2 separate regions of the Ovis aries genome follow, and region 2 is linked to region 1. A link is a contact called in public Hi-C data. All regions are on one chromosome and are shown on one strand. Each heading gives the region's core, a stretch centred on a gene start, on an enhancer-like site or on the middle of the called end of the contact. The rest is flanking DNA. Distances are from core to core; before and after follow the strand shown.

Region 1 (5,925 bases), core at 1,147-3,646:
GGTTTGTTTGTAGTAATGCTTTGACTTAGAGATACCATAGTTGTATGTAAACAACTCTGACATGTCAGTGAGGTTGTCTAGTTCAGTCCTTCTCAAAGTTTTGTGTGCCTCAGAATCATCTGGAGGGCCTTTTTAAAGCCCTGAATGCTTGGTCTCACTTCCAGAGATTCTGACTCAGTAGGCGGTTTGATGCCCTGAATTTGAACTTCTGTCACCTTCTCAAGGTTGCAGTGCATGTCTGGGGACCTGCACTTTGAGAAACACTGCTCAAATTAATACTTTTCCCCAAAGGACAAATAATTTCCACTCTGCCTTAAGCATCTGTTCATGTCCTTACTTTCTTTACTTTGTATTGATGACTTCTAGAAATATGTTAGGGCTTCTCTGATAGCTCAGTTGATAGAGCCCACCTGCAGTGCAGGAAACCCTAGTCCAATTCTTGGGTCAGGAAGATCCACTGGAGAAGGGATAGGCTACCCACTCCAGTATTCTCGGGTTTCCCTGGTGGCTCAGCTGGTAAAGAATCCACCTGCAGTGTGGGAGATGTGCGTTTGATCCCTGGGTTGGGAAGATCCCCTGGAGAAGGGAAAGGCTACCCACTCCAGTATTCTGGCCTGGAGAATTCCATGGATTGTGAAGTCCATGGGGTCGCAAAGAATCGAACACTACCCAGTGACTTTCACCTTTGTGGCATAAACAACAGAAGTATGTTACTGAGGTTAAGAAGTTCTGAAGATAGATTTCTCATGCTTTCTCTTGAAATGAGAATTTTCCTCTGTGTCCTTTCGTGTTCTCTCTTCTTTCCTTTATGCTGTTCTGTTCTACTTAGTTCCCTTGTCCCATTTTTTCCTGGTGATTTTTGGCTCCTTCTTCATCAGTTACCTAAAATGGTCTTGGATTATCCGTTTCTCCTTCTATAAGAAATTAGCATTTTCCCTTCAGCTTCCAAATATATCCAGGATTCCCTCAGAGCTCAGTTGGTAAAGAGTCCGCCTGCAATGCAGGAGACCCCAGTTCGATTCCTGGGTCGGGAAGATCCGCTGGAGAAGGTATAGGCTACCCTCTCTAGTATTCTCTGGCTTCCCCTGTGACTCAGCTGGAAAAGAATACACCTGCAATGCGGGAGACTTGGGTTCGATCCCTGGGTTGGGAAGATCCCCTGGAGAAGGGAAAGGCTACCCGCTCCAGTATTTCTGGCCTGGAGAATTCCATGGACTGTATAGTCCACAGAGTCGCAAAGAGTCGGACACGACTGAGCGACTTTCACTTTCCAAATATATCCAGATGAGCCCCTTTTCTCAGAGCATTGTCCCAATTTCTCTTCCTTCTTCCTTCTGCCAAACTTTTTTTGGGAAGAAAAGTGATAGTTTAATCCCTTTAGTAGATATAGTTTCTTATAGTCTGATTTGGTTTCCAGAGTTTCACTGGTCAGCCCACTCACTGGTTATGTGACTCGTAGGTTTTAAACTCGTAGGTTTTAAATTTCTGCAGTATTTGATATTAACTATCTTTTCTCTTTTTGAAAGTTTCTTCCTTTGGTTTTCAGTTATAACCTTTTAAACTTTTCACTGTTCTTATTTGCATATCCTTTAATCCTTCTCTGCTTTTTCTTGAAACTTGGATTGCTTTTCCCAGACATCTAAATTTGTGCTGTTTAGTATGGGAGCCACTAGCTAAATGTGCCTGTTGAGCACTTGAAATGTGGCCAGTTCAGACTGAGATATTGTGTAAATATAAAATACACACTTGATTTTCAAGATGTAAGATGAAAAAGAATATTATCTCACTAAATTTTAGAATATTGATTACATGTTGATAATATTTTGAGTATATTGGGTTAAGTAAAATATTGCTAAAATCACCTGTTTCTCTTTACTTTTGAACTCTTATTACATCATTTGTGGCCTATTATGTTTCTCTTAGACATTGTTGATCTATATTTTAACTTTTCCTAAAGACTTCTTGGTCAGTTTTTCATCTATTAATATATACTTCTCTTCTGAATGATAGTACAACATTCTGAAACATTTTCTCCCCATCCCCATAGTTAGATACTGAGCTTCTTTAGAGCTAGAATAATTTTCCATAGTGCCTTTTATATATTAGGACATAGATATATAGATATGAGAAAATATGTATAAATATGCATGTGAATAAATGATTTGGGTAAAGTAGTACCATATACTTATGGTAGGTGATGCCTACTGTGATGTTTTTGTTTAATCTGATGGTCGGTAGGAGAGGTTGGTGTGAAGGAGGGGAGAGATGTTATTCTGCTCTGAGATTTTAAAATCTGACATGTACTTCCCCCATGTGTGTCTTTAGCCACCCCAAGCCACTGATGGCTCTGAATTGTGCTGTTGTGATTTTACTGCCATCTGGTGTCAGGATTAGGAAACTGTAAGTCAGCGTTTCATCTTCCCTTTCCCTCCAGAGAAAACAGGCTGCCTTTCCTCTGAATGTGGCCTTGTTGTTCTCCATTTCCTGAGTGAGTTGTCAGGAGGAGCTCATTGACTTTCACTGTGGGAAACCTTTATCCTCCTGCTTGGAGCACTCTTCCCTTTCCTTCCCTGCTCACTTGCTCTCCTGTCCCTCATGTTCTTGTGGCCTCTCACTCTCCCATTCTTCTCAGACAGCCCATCCTTCTCAGTGTGGTAGTTTTCTAGCCTTGGATTCTAGGCCTTCTGCTTTTTATCCTTTGATTTCATCTATACCAGAGGCTTTAAATGCTGCCTATTTACAGACAAATTTATAATTATAACCAGAAACCTCTTCTGGTCTTGTCACCAGTATCTGTAGTTGTTTACCAGCCTGTTAACACGAGCATCTGAAATATGGCATGATTGAATCTAAATGTGGCTCTCCTACTCTGTACCTATTTCTCAGGTCTGCTTTCTCATTTCAGTAATCCACTGTGCCAGAATATGATATCATCTTGGCATCCACCGTCTCTCACACACAAAAGTCAAACATTTACCTTGTCCCACTGAGTCTACAAAATTGCTCTCTTGTGCATGTTGAGTTTGTGATGCTTCCCCTGCTTCCACCGTATCTAAATCACCACTGCCTCTTGCCTGGACTAAGAATGCTCCTAATTGGTCTCCCAGCACACACTATTGGCTGCACATTTCGTCTGTACATTTAGTATCAGCCTCTCCCACTAGCCTGAGAGTTCCATCATGGCAGGGGCTACATGTATGTGGTTCACCTTTGGGTCCTCAGCCCCTGGTAGTTCCTAAAATCTGTATAATACATATATAGCTACTTACTTCAGCTCTCAGTGATTTTGCAATGACTCCTATAGTTTTAGTGGCTTATTTCAGTATTAATATTTTGTCTGAGTTCATTTATTGTAACGAGTTTTAACTATTTTCTACTTTTGCACAGAGGAGCTTCATTATATCTGTAAAGACAATATAGTTTGGGTATTAATAGTTAATGACAACAATCTGGTTACAGATTAAGGACTACCAGTCAATATGCGGAAATTATTTTCTGAGCATTTGAAATTTCATGGCAATTGGCTCATCTTTTTATCATTCTTCTGTCTAGAGTGTAATGTTCTTTAATTTCAGTATGGAGGTATGTTTGCTAAATCTTCAGTTAAAACCTGTTTGACTCCGAGTGTTTTTTTAAATAGAAACTTCTGTCTCAGTAGTTTTATCAATTTTCATTTGCTTTGATGTTTTAATGATAGTTTTGCTTTATAAATCTTTATTACTTGGCCTTGCTTTCTGCTTTGAGTTGATGATATTGCTTAATAAGGCAATTTAACTTGTATAAGTAAAGGTGATACAAAAAGTTGCTATTTAGAGACAGGCAACACTCTGTTATAAATTCAGAGAGCAAGGATTTAATAAGTATCTACCATGGTTTCTCAACCTTGGCATTGTTAACACTTTGGATTGCATAATTTTTTATTCTGTATGTGTGGGAGCTGTTCTGGGCATCGTAGCATTTTGGTAGCATCTTGGTACCAGTTGCGTTCCCTCCTCTCCAATTGTAACAACAAAAGTGTCTGTAAACGCTGCCAGATTACCGTGGGGCAGGGTAGTGGGGAATTGCATCAGTTGAAGTGTTGAGTGCTATGCTTAGATGAGGATAATAGGCCAAGAACTGTCTCACTGGGGAAATCTTTGGCATTTTCTAGCAGTCTTTGATGGAGTAGTAGCTGTGTGGTGTGTTGTTAGTAGCAAACAGAAGTAGAAACTATATGACCATGTTTTTCACATGTATAAATTTTTGTGCTTGCTTAAAATAAGTAACTTTTGCACATAACCACATGGTTAACCAAACTAAAAAAATGCTGCATTCTAAATATGTTACTGATAAAGCTTCATTTTATTGACTGATTTCAGAAGGTAGGTGATTGTAGAAAAAGGGAACAAAAATTACAACATAAAGTGTATGACCAGATCTTTTGCTATTTGTTCTTATGTATAGAGAATACAAAATACAATTAACTTATTTATTTTTACTTCAAAGGGACATGAGAGACAGCTTTAGAAGAAAAAATTTCTACTCCTCCCATTATGTGAGAGACCGGTCACCTCATAAAAGAGACACTCCTGTTTTCAGAGAATCACCTGTAGGCCGAAAGGATTCTCCACACAGCAGATCTGGCTCCAGTGTCAGCAGTAGAAGTTACTCTCCAGAAAGAAGCAAAACTTATTCTTTCCATCAGCCTCAACATAGAAGTATGTATTTTTAAGAGTTCTCCTTTTTGTTTTTTTGTAGCTTCCAGCAGTCAGAGTATACCAAGTCAGATAGCATTGTATGTGTTATTAGATATATATATTATTTTTAACTCTTTATTTGAAAGTTTTCAAACTTACAGAAAAGTAGACTAGTATAATGAACGTCATAACGCGTCTTGGAACCATTTCACGTTGCAGTCCGCATGATCTTTCACTTCTTCAGTGAAGCATCGGTGTAGAGGAGATGTGTTTGTAATCATGTTGGTGAGTCACACACTCCTATATGTTCTGCTAGTTCCTGGGTTGATCCAGCCTCCTTTAACCTCTGTCACTAGGGGAAATCATTTATATTTTTCATGAAAAATATTAGTGGTTCCCCTGAATATAAGGTATAGCTTTACAGAATTTAGAGCTAAAACCTACCTTCAATTCATTCTTTGCCAACGTCCCAGTTTTTTTTTTTTTAACTTGAAGTACCCAGACTGCATGGTGTTCAGTGCATGCCACCCTGGCCCAGTTGCTCAGTACTGGTTGGAATGAATAAATGAAGCAACTTTCTTAGGTAAAATGTTCCTGTTTTATCATTCTGGACTTGACCACCTGCAGTTGTGCTCATTCACAAAACAGTTCCTCATGCCTTCTATATCCAGAGTGTTATGTTAGAACAGTGTCCCTGTCACCAAGGAGTTAGAATGTATATGTATTTTCCCACAACTAATAGCAAGTTTATCAGTATATAAATGTGACATGTGAAGTATAACTTTGATGTAAGACTTGATACTTTGCAAATGAGTTAACATGACATAAGCAGGTCTAAGTAAGAGATTCTCCCTCTGGGGATGGAAGAACGTGCCATGGAGGAAATGACATTTGGACTCATCTTTTATTTCAGACTTGTACAACTAGAGAAGTATCTTCTAGGTAGAAGGAATTATAAGCCAACATACAGAAATCAGAAATTTATTCTTTCTTTTCCTTCCTTTTAACTTTTTTTTTCAAATAATAAGATTTTTAGTTTAACAATCTGCTTAAGATCATTAGATTATCTCCATTGTAGCTGTTGCTGGATTCCTGTATTTAACAAACGTTTATCACTTGTCTGCTATTTCCAGAGCTAGGTAGAGTGGGGCTTCCAAAAAACATATTTTGGATATATGTGTATGAATGGCCTTGCGGAAGGTAAGAATCCCATTTGAAGGTTTTAAAACAACTATAGTGACTCAACACA
Region 2 (5,925 bases), core at 1,729-4,228, 270 kb before region 1:
GTTGACAATGTTTTAGATGAAAATTCTAATATAAATACTATAAATATACTCACAAGCCTTGAAGAACACACTTATTTTAAGTAACATTCCTGTTATAAAGGAATAACAACTTTCCCTCTCTTTTTAAAAAATTAGGCCACACTGAAAGCTTCCAGTGTGTTCTTCTAGTCTATAATTAAATTAGTGTCTTCTCTATAAAAGAAAACAATGTACAATAAGATTTAGACTAGGAATTAGCATTATAACGAAGTACATAAATTTAAGGTAAGTAAATTACATTTCTGGTAACATTCTCCTCAAACTAAAAAAATAACTACCATGAAATAATTTTTAAAATTTGCAGTTGAACAAAACTGGAAAACTATACTCAGAAACACTAATGATAATTTCCTTCCTGTGTAACCTTTTAAAAAAAATTTTTCTTCTTACTATAGAGAAAAAGAGTTGTAGTGAATTATCATACTAGGTAAAACTACTTTAAAGGTTGTATAAAAATCACTTTTGGAAAAGGGCATGGCAACCCACTCCAGTATTCTTGCCCAGAGAATCCCAGGATAGTAGAGCCTGGCAGCTACAGTCCACGGGGTCGCAAAGAGTCAGACACAACTGAAGCAACTAACATGCAGCACGCATGAATCACTTTCGGGATAAAATACAATTCTTTGCAAAAAAACTCTGCAAGGTTTTATGTAAAGCATTAAAAAATCTAAAAATTCAACATGAAGTATTGACTGTTAAAATACAATTTTAAATAGTCTGTAAAAATGTACCTCTTAAAACTAGTATGGAACCACTCAAGATAACAGTTGAGGTAGTAAATACACAGACACTAGGAACTGAAAATCAATTCCCATCATAAAGACAAAGATTAAATATTTTAAAAGCTCAAGTCATTTAATAATATTTAAATTAAGAGATTATATAATGAAAAGATAGCTAAAATTTTAAAATTAAACTGATTAGGTAAACATTTGTAATCAATGTCAAAAGTAGAGTATATATTCTTAGAGTTCATAAAGTAAGCATTAAAAACCAAACAGGTAAATATCAATACAGACAATGCAAACAAAACTTTTAAAAGATAAACAAATACAGAAATATATTCAAGAAACAATCAATGAATATAAACCAATAATAAAATATCATTTTACTCTAACAGGTGGCAAAACTATGATTCCCAATAATGAATGCTAAAGTTATGGTGACACACAATGCTGGTGTAGGCTTAAATCTGTATAATTTTTAGAACACAAGGGATTATCCATTCTTTGTAATATTTGAACTCCTTTCACATGCTAGACATGGGATAAGCCAGAAAGCCACGATCCGAACCTCATACAATTTACAGCCTGTTGTGAAGAACAGATTTTTTTAAAGATTTAAACAGAAAGCATGGTAACTTTTTAACTAGAAAACAATTGAGGTTGCTAAGAGGGCTTACTGCACAAACATCTAACCTGAAGTCTGGAAATGCTGGGGGAAATTATTACTAGTCGTTTACTGGTTGCCAAGCACCTGGCTAAATAATGGGGCTTACATAATGAGCAATCCTTGGTGTCCGTCTACAAAGCCAGCACTTCTTGAAATGGGTAACAATTCACAACCACAGGAGATGGAGCAGGTACGGCTAAGCGAGAGGATACAGAGAAGGAAGAAGAGGTGGGCAGGAAGTGAGATCACAGTGGCTGGATGAGCAGTGATGGCATGGGAGTTCAGGCAGGGAAAGGAGCAGGCCGGCAAGAGTGCGGGCAAGAAAGGAGACGAGCAGGAATAGTCACTGTGGACTGACACATGCAAAGTCCACAGCGCATGAAGATACAAAACCCAGACAAGGGGAGGCGTGATGAGCCACAACGAGTCAGCAGGCAAAAATCACCCCAGTGCAGCTGCAAACACAGCTCGGGAGCCAGCAAAGAGCTCTGATGAAGAGACCAAATAAACAGGTGATCCCATGACCATCCAGGGAGAGGGGAAAGAGCAGAGTCCTAAGGAGTCCAGAGGCAGAGAGAAACAAACCCTGGGACACTGGTCTCAAGAGCCAGAGATGGAGACAGCACTGAAAGGAAGACAGAGGAAGGGGTAACAAGGAGGCAGACGAGGCCTCAGAACAATTCCAACATCAGAGGTGACCTCGGGTCAGAAGCGGCTGCTGCTCACAGTTGGGGTGAGAAGATTGCTTTTTGTTTTGTTTTTTAAGGAAGTAAAGCCAGAAGATACTCTTATAAATGCTTGCTGGTGAAGAGAAAAAATAAAGGAAGGATGCTTGAAGAGAAAGGGCTGGAAGCAGGTGCTGTAGGGACTTCGTCCTTGTTGTTTCAAGGACAGAGGAGGGAGACGAGGTGTGAGCACTGGGGCACAGTCAGCCAGCAAACACTCAGATGCAGATACAAATCACCAAAAGCACATGCACGAAATGGACAAAACACTGGTGGTGGGTGTCCTAGAGATTTTGGGTTTTTTATGTTACTTTTAGCAGTCCATGGGGTTGCAAAAAGTCAGACAGGACTGAGCCACTGAACTGATGTTACTTTATGATCACTGTATAATAAATCAATTGGGAGGAATTAACCCTCCAGAAAAGATCAAAATATATAAAGAATCCAAACTGGGAACTCTGAGACAAGTCTGAGGAGGAGAAAACGGTGCCAGCTTAGGGCCCACTGCTGCCAGACAAGACGGGAGTCCTAATGTTGGCAGAGGGGATTTCCAAGATGTTTTCCTAGGTGGGTGGAGAAGCTCTCGAGTCAGGCCGAAATGCGGTGTTAATTAAATACTGAAATGGAGCATGAGAATGACACAGCAGCTGTACAGCACTTTGGCTTGTCTGCCAGTTTGAACAGGCCAAATAAATATGGGATTCCCAAGTTTAAAGCAAGAAACTACACGTGCTGGACTGCAGCATGCAGGCCTGCAAGCCTGTACTCGCTCAGTTCCAAGACAGGAGGAGGAGGCTGGAGTCAGGCGACTGGGACATCAGTGGCTTAATGGACAAGGGGAGTTTACACATAGGAGGCAAGGCCCTGCAGCAACACCCCACCGTGTGCAGAGGACAGGCAGCAGTGTCTGCCTCTGGGGAAGGAACGATCACCAGTTATCGAGAACTGACCTCAGGTTGGCTCACTGGTTACCAGGGAAACCAGCAGAGGGGCAGGCCTCTTACCATCCCTTTGATAAGCTATCACAGAGGAGATGTTCTGATTTAAATGTTAGAACACTCACTAGTCCATTTAGGGGCAAGTACGCAGGAAGGTCAGTCATGTGAGTAGGGTGAATGTAAAGTGGGCAGTGGTGGAGAGGGAATGTACAGAGAGCAAAAGAACAAGCCATCTTGGCTGGCCTGATCATATGCTAAGTTTAAGAGATTTTACATGATACGATACATGTAACGGTATGTTACAGTAGTATGTACAGATACATATATGTACACATATAGTAAAATGCACACCTGCACCTAAAATGGTTTCAGAATTACACTTTGGATGTATAACTTTTAAAATCTCCAATTTAGGACAGTAAAAAGCACAAGGTTTGCAATATCATGTATCCATCCACATGGAATTCCTTCCAGGGAATACATGGGAGTGTTGGGGAAATAATGAGTTGGAGAGGCTCAAACAAAAGGAATATTAAGCAGAGCTCCAGGATTCAGATTAGGTCAGCTTCTCTAGGCTGCTCCTGCAGTAAAGGAGTAGGAAGATTATTACTCATGCCAGAACTTACAAAAGGGTCTGGGTTGTATAAATCAGAGAATACAGGGGCTTTCAAGCTTACCCAGCTTTCAGAGTGAATAGATTTATGTCACAAGACCAGAGATAACAAGTGGAGCTTGTCAATACTCTATTCATTAGCAAACTCTTTAAAGAAGGAAAAATGTGGAGCTCCTACTCTCCAAAATTATGAACAAGCTGAATGGTAAGATTATCTTTAAAAGTTAATTCTTAAAAGTTTACATAATCTGACTTGACTGACCCATATTAGAATTTCATTCATCCAGTCTTTTCCATAGCAACCAGATTAAAATACGTGATTTCAACGATATCTTCCCAGTTGTTTGTGGGCTGCATAATATATCTGGACTATAAGAATTTAAAAATACACACTCCTAGTATTGATTAAGAATGCAGTTCTTCCCACCTGGAATGTATCACCTCCTGTCCTTAAGCCTGGCTAATTTCCTGTTCATCATGTAGTCAACCCCTCCAAAAAGCCTTCCTTAATGCCTTAAGATAATCCCATCTGATGACCACCTGCCTCTCCCGTCATCTTGGCTATAACTTGTCACCCTCTACTATAATCTCAGATCTGAAGCTTCCATCAGAATGTAAGCTCCAGAAGGACAGGGCCATGTTAACCAGACTCAGTCTGATTCTTACCATCTAGTACTGTGCCTGGCAAATGGAATGAGTAGAATTAAAATTCAAATGAATCACAAAGCAATGTTACTCTTGGGGAGGGCATTTCAGGCTATTCGCTCACTCTCCTCCTGCCTCTATCTCAGAGTCTGATATTCCATTTCTACCAACACTTGTTTCCCTCATTGACGGTGAGAAGCAGGAGGTACCAGAGAGTCAGCCAACCCTGTGCCTTCATTATCCTGATAAGTGAACAAAGCCACACTCTTCAAAAGCTTTTTTAAAAAGGGTCAATAAACATTGTCACATCATTTGGTTCTTCATTGTACATTTGTCTTTTTCCTCCCATTCCCAAATATTCAATCCCTCTGCTAATGACCACTTAACCCTTCCCCAGTTGTCTCCATCTACCTACAAATTTTTTTTAGTATACCAGCTTTAAATTAGATAAATGGCATATGCCTGTAAATGTCAGTGGAAGTCTATATTCAATATCTGTTTATCATTTTATCACCTATTATCTAAAATTAGACCATAAATTGTTCTATGAACAATGGGTTATCTTAATAACACCTAAAAAATTTTAGAGCATTTCACGCAAAGTATGGATTTAAAAATTGGTCATAACTACTTCAAAGTGGGAGAAAAAAGAAAACCTAATCAGAAAATGAATTATTTACTTTTATGATAATATTAGATTACAAGAAAAGAAACCTTTTTCTGATCTGTTACAGTTAAAAATGTATTATCTACTATCTGATCTTACCTACACTGATCTACCAATTAAATATTAAGTGCCTACCTAAAGGCCGCTTCCCAAAAGCAGTTCATTCCACAAACATCAGAGGGCAGCATCCAATAGGGATTCCAGTAACACAGAGAGAACTCTTTACACCTAACAGAGTGAGACAGAAACCTATGTGAGTATTCAGGCTTAAAACTAACAAGGAATTTACTCAATAACATAAAAACTTACTGTTCTATTTTACAGCAACAAAACTGCAAATCCAACCTGCTACGGTAATGAGGATTTCTGGAAATTGATTTCTCCCTTAGGGTACCACTATTTTAAACAGAACTGTGAAACTTTTAGGCAGAAAATACTACAAACTGGGAAAGTTTTTTAGTCATGAATTCTCTAATATATAATAAGATCTCCTTCTCAGATGACACAGAAAATACTGGCATACTTCTAAAATTTTCCTTCATGAACTGCACACATTCCCCCTAGAAAAAAAAATCCATTTCAGCCAAACAAAACATCTGCTTATCCTGAAGCAAAATTTAAGCCACAAATGCTGGTAGAATGGAAAAAGATCTTTAAATGCTTTTAAACTAATCTTGAATCCAAGCTACACATATGATGTTTTAAGTGGGAAATAAGAAATCATGCTGATATTCACAGTTCAGTTTCACTTTTCTACACTTATCTCAGCTTCACTGTATTTCACAAGCTAAACAGGAGGATCAAATTTCTTCTTAGACTGCAGGTTGGAGCTAAAAAAAAGAAACCACACACAAAACAGCAGCAACTTACAATACAAAATGTATGTATTTTCATTGTTATTTCTTC

Evidence for each region. A called contact is a pair of places that touch in the nucleus more often than the background predicts.
Region 2: a contact with region 1 is called in a Hi-C map of hypothalamus, with 4 times the contacts expected there. The contact joins two enhancer-like sites. A contact is called at or near these places in 8 of 16 Hi-C or Micro-C datasets (blood, hypothalamus, liver and 3 more).

The regions. Positions count from the first base shown.
Region 1 is chr3:144,569,297-144,575,221 of ARS-UI_Ramb_v3.0, reverse strand. It overlaps PPHLN1 (periphilin 1), which reads left to right. Exons shown (of 9, transcript XM_060412750.1): 5 at 4,486-4,697. Among named protein-coding and RNA genes, the nearest start is that of PPHLN1, 70 kb to the left of the region's middle. Within about 2 kb of position 2,396, at least 10 of the 54 cell types and tissues checked have an H3K27ac peak or open chromatin away from gene starts, as enhancers often do. A contact at or near this core is called in hypothalamus, where this site is marked.
Region 2 is chr3:144,840,069-144,845,993 of ARS-UI_Ramb_v3.0, reverse strand. All of the region lies in intron 1 of GXYLT1 (glucoside xylosyltransferase 1), which reads right to left. Among named protein-coding and RNA genes, the nearest start is that of GXYLT1, 11 kb to the right of the region's middle. Within about 2 kb of position 2,978, at least 11 of the 54 cell types and tissues checked have an H3K27ac peak or open chromatin away from gene starts, as enhancers often do. A contact at or near this core is called in hypothalamus, where this site is marked.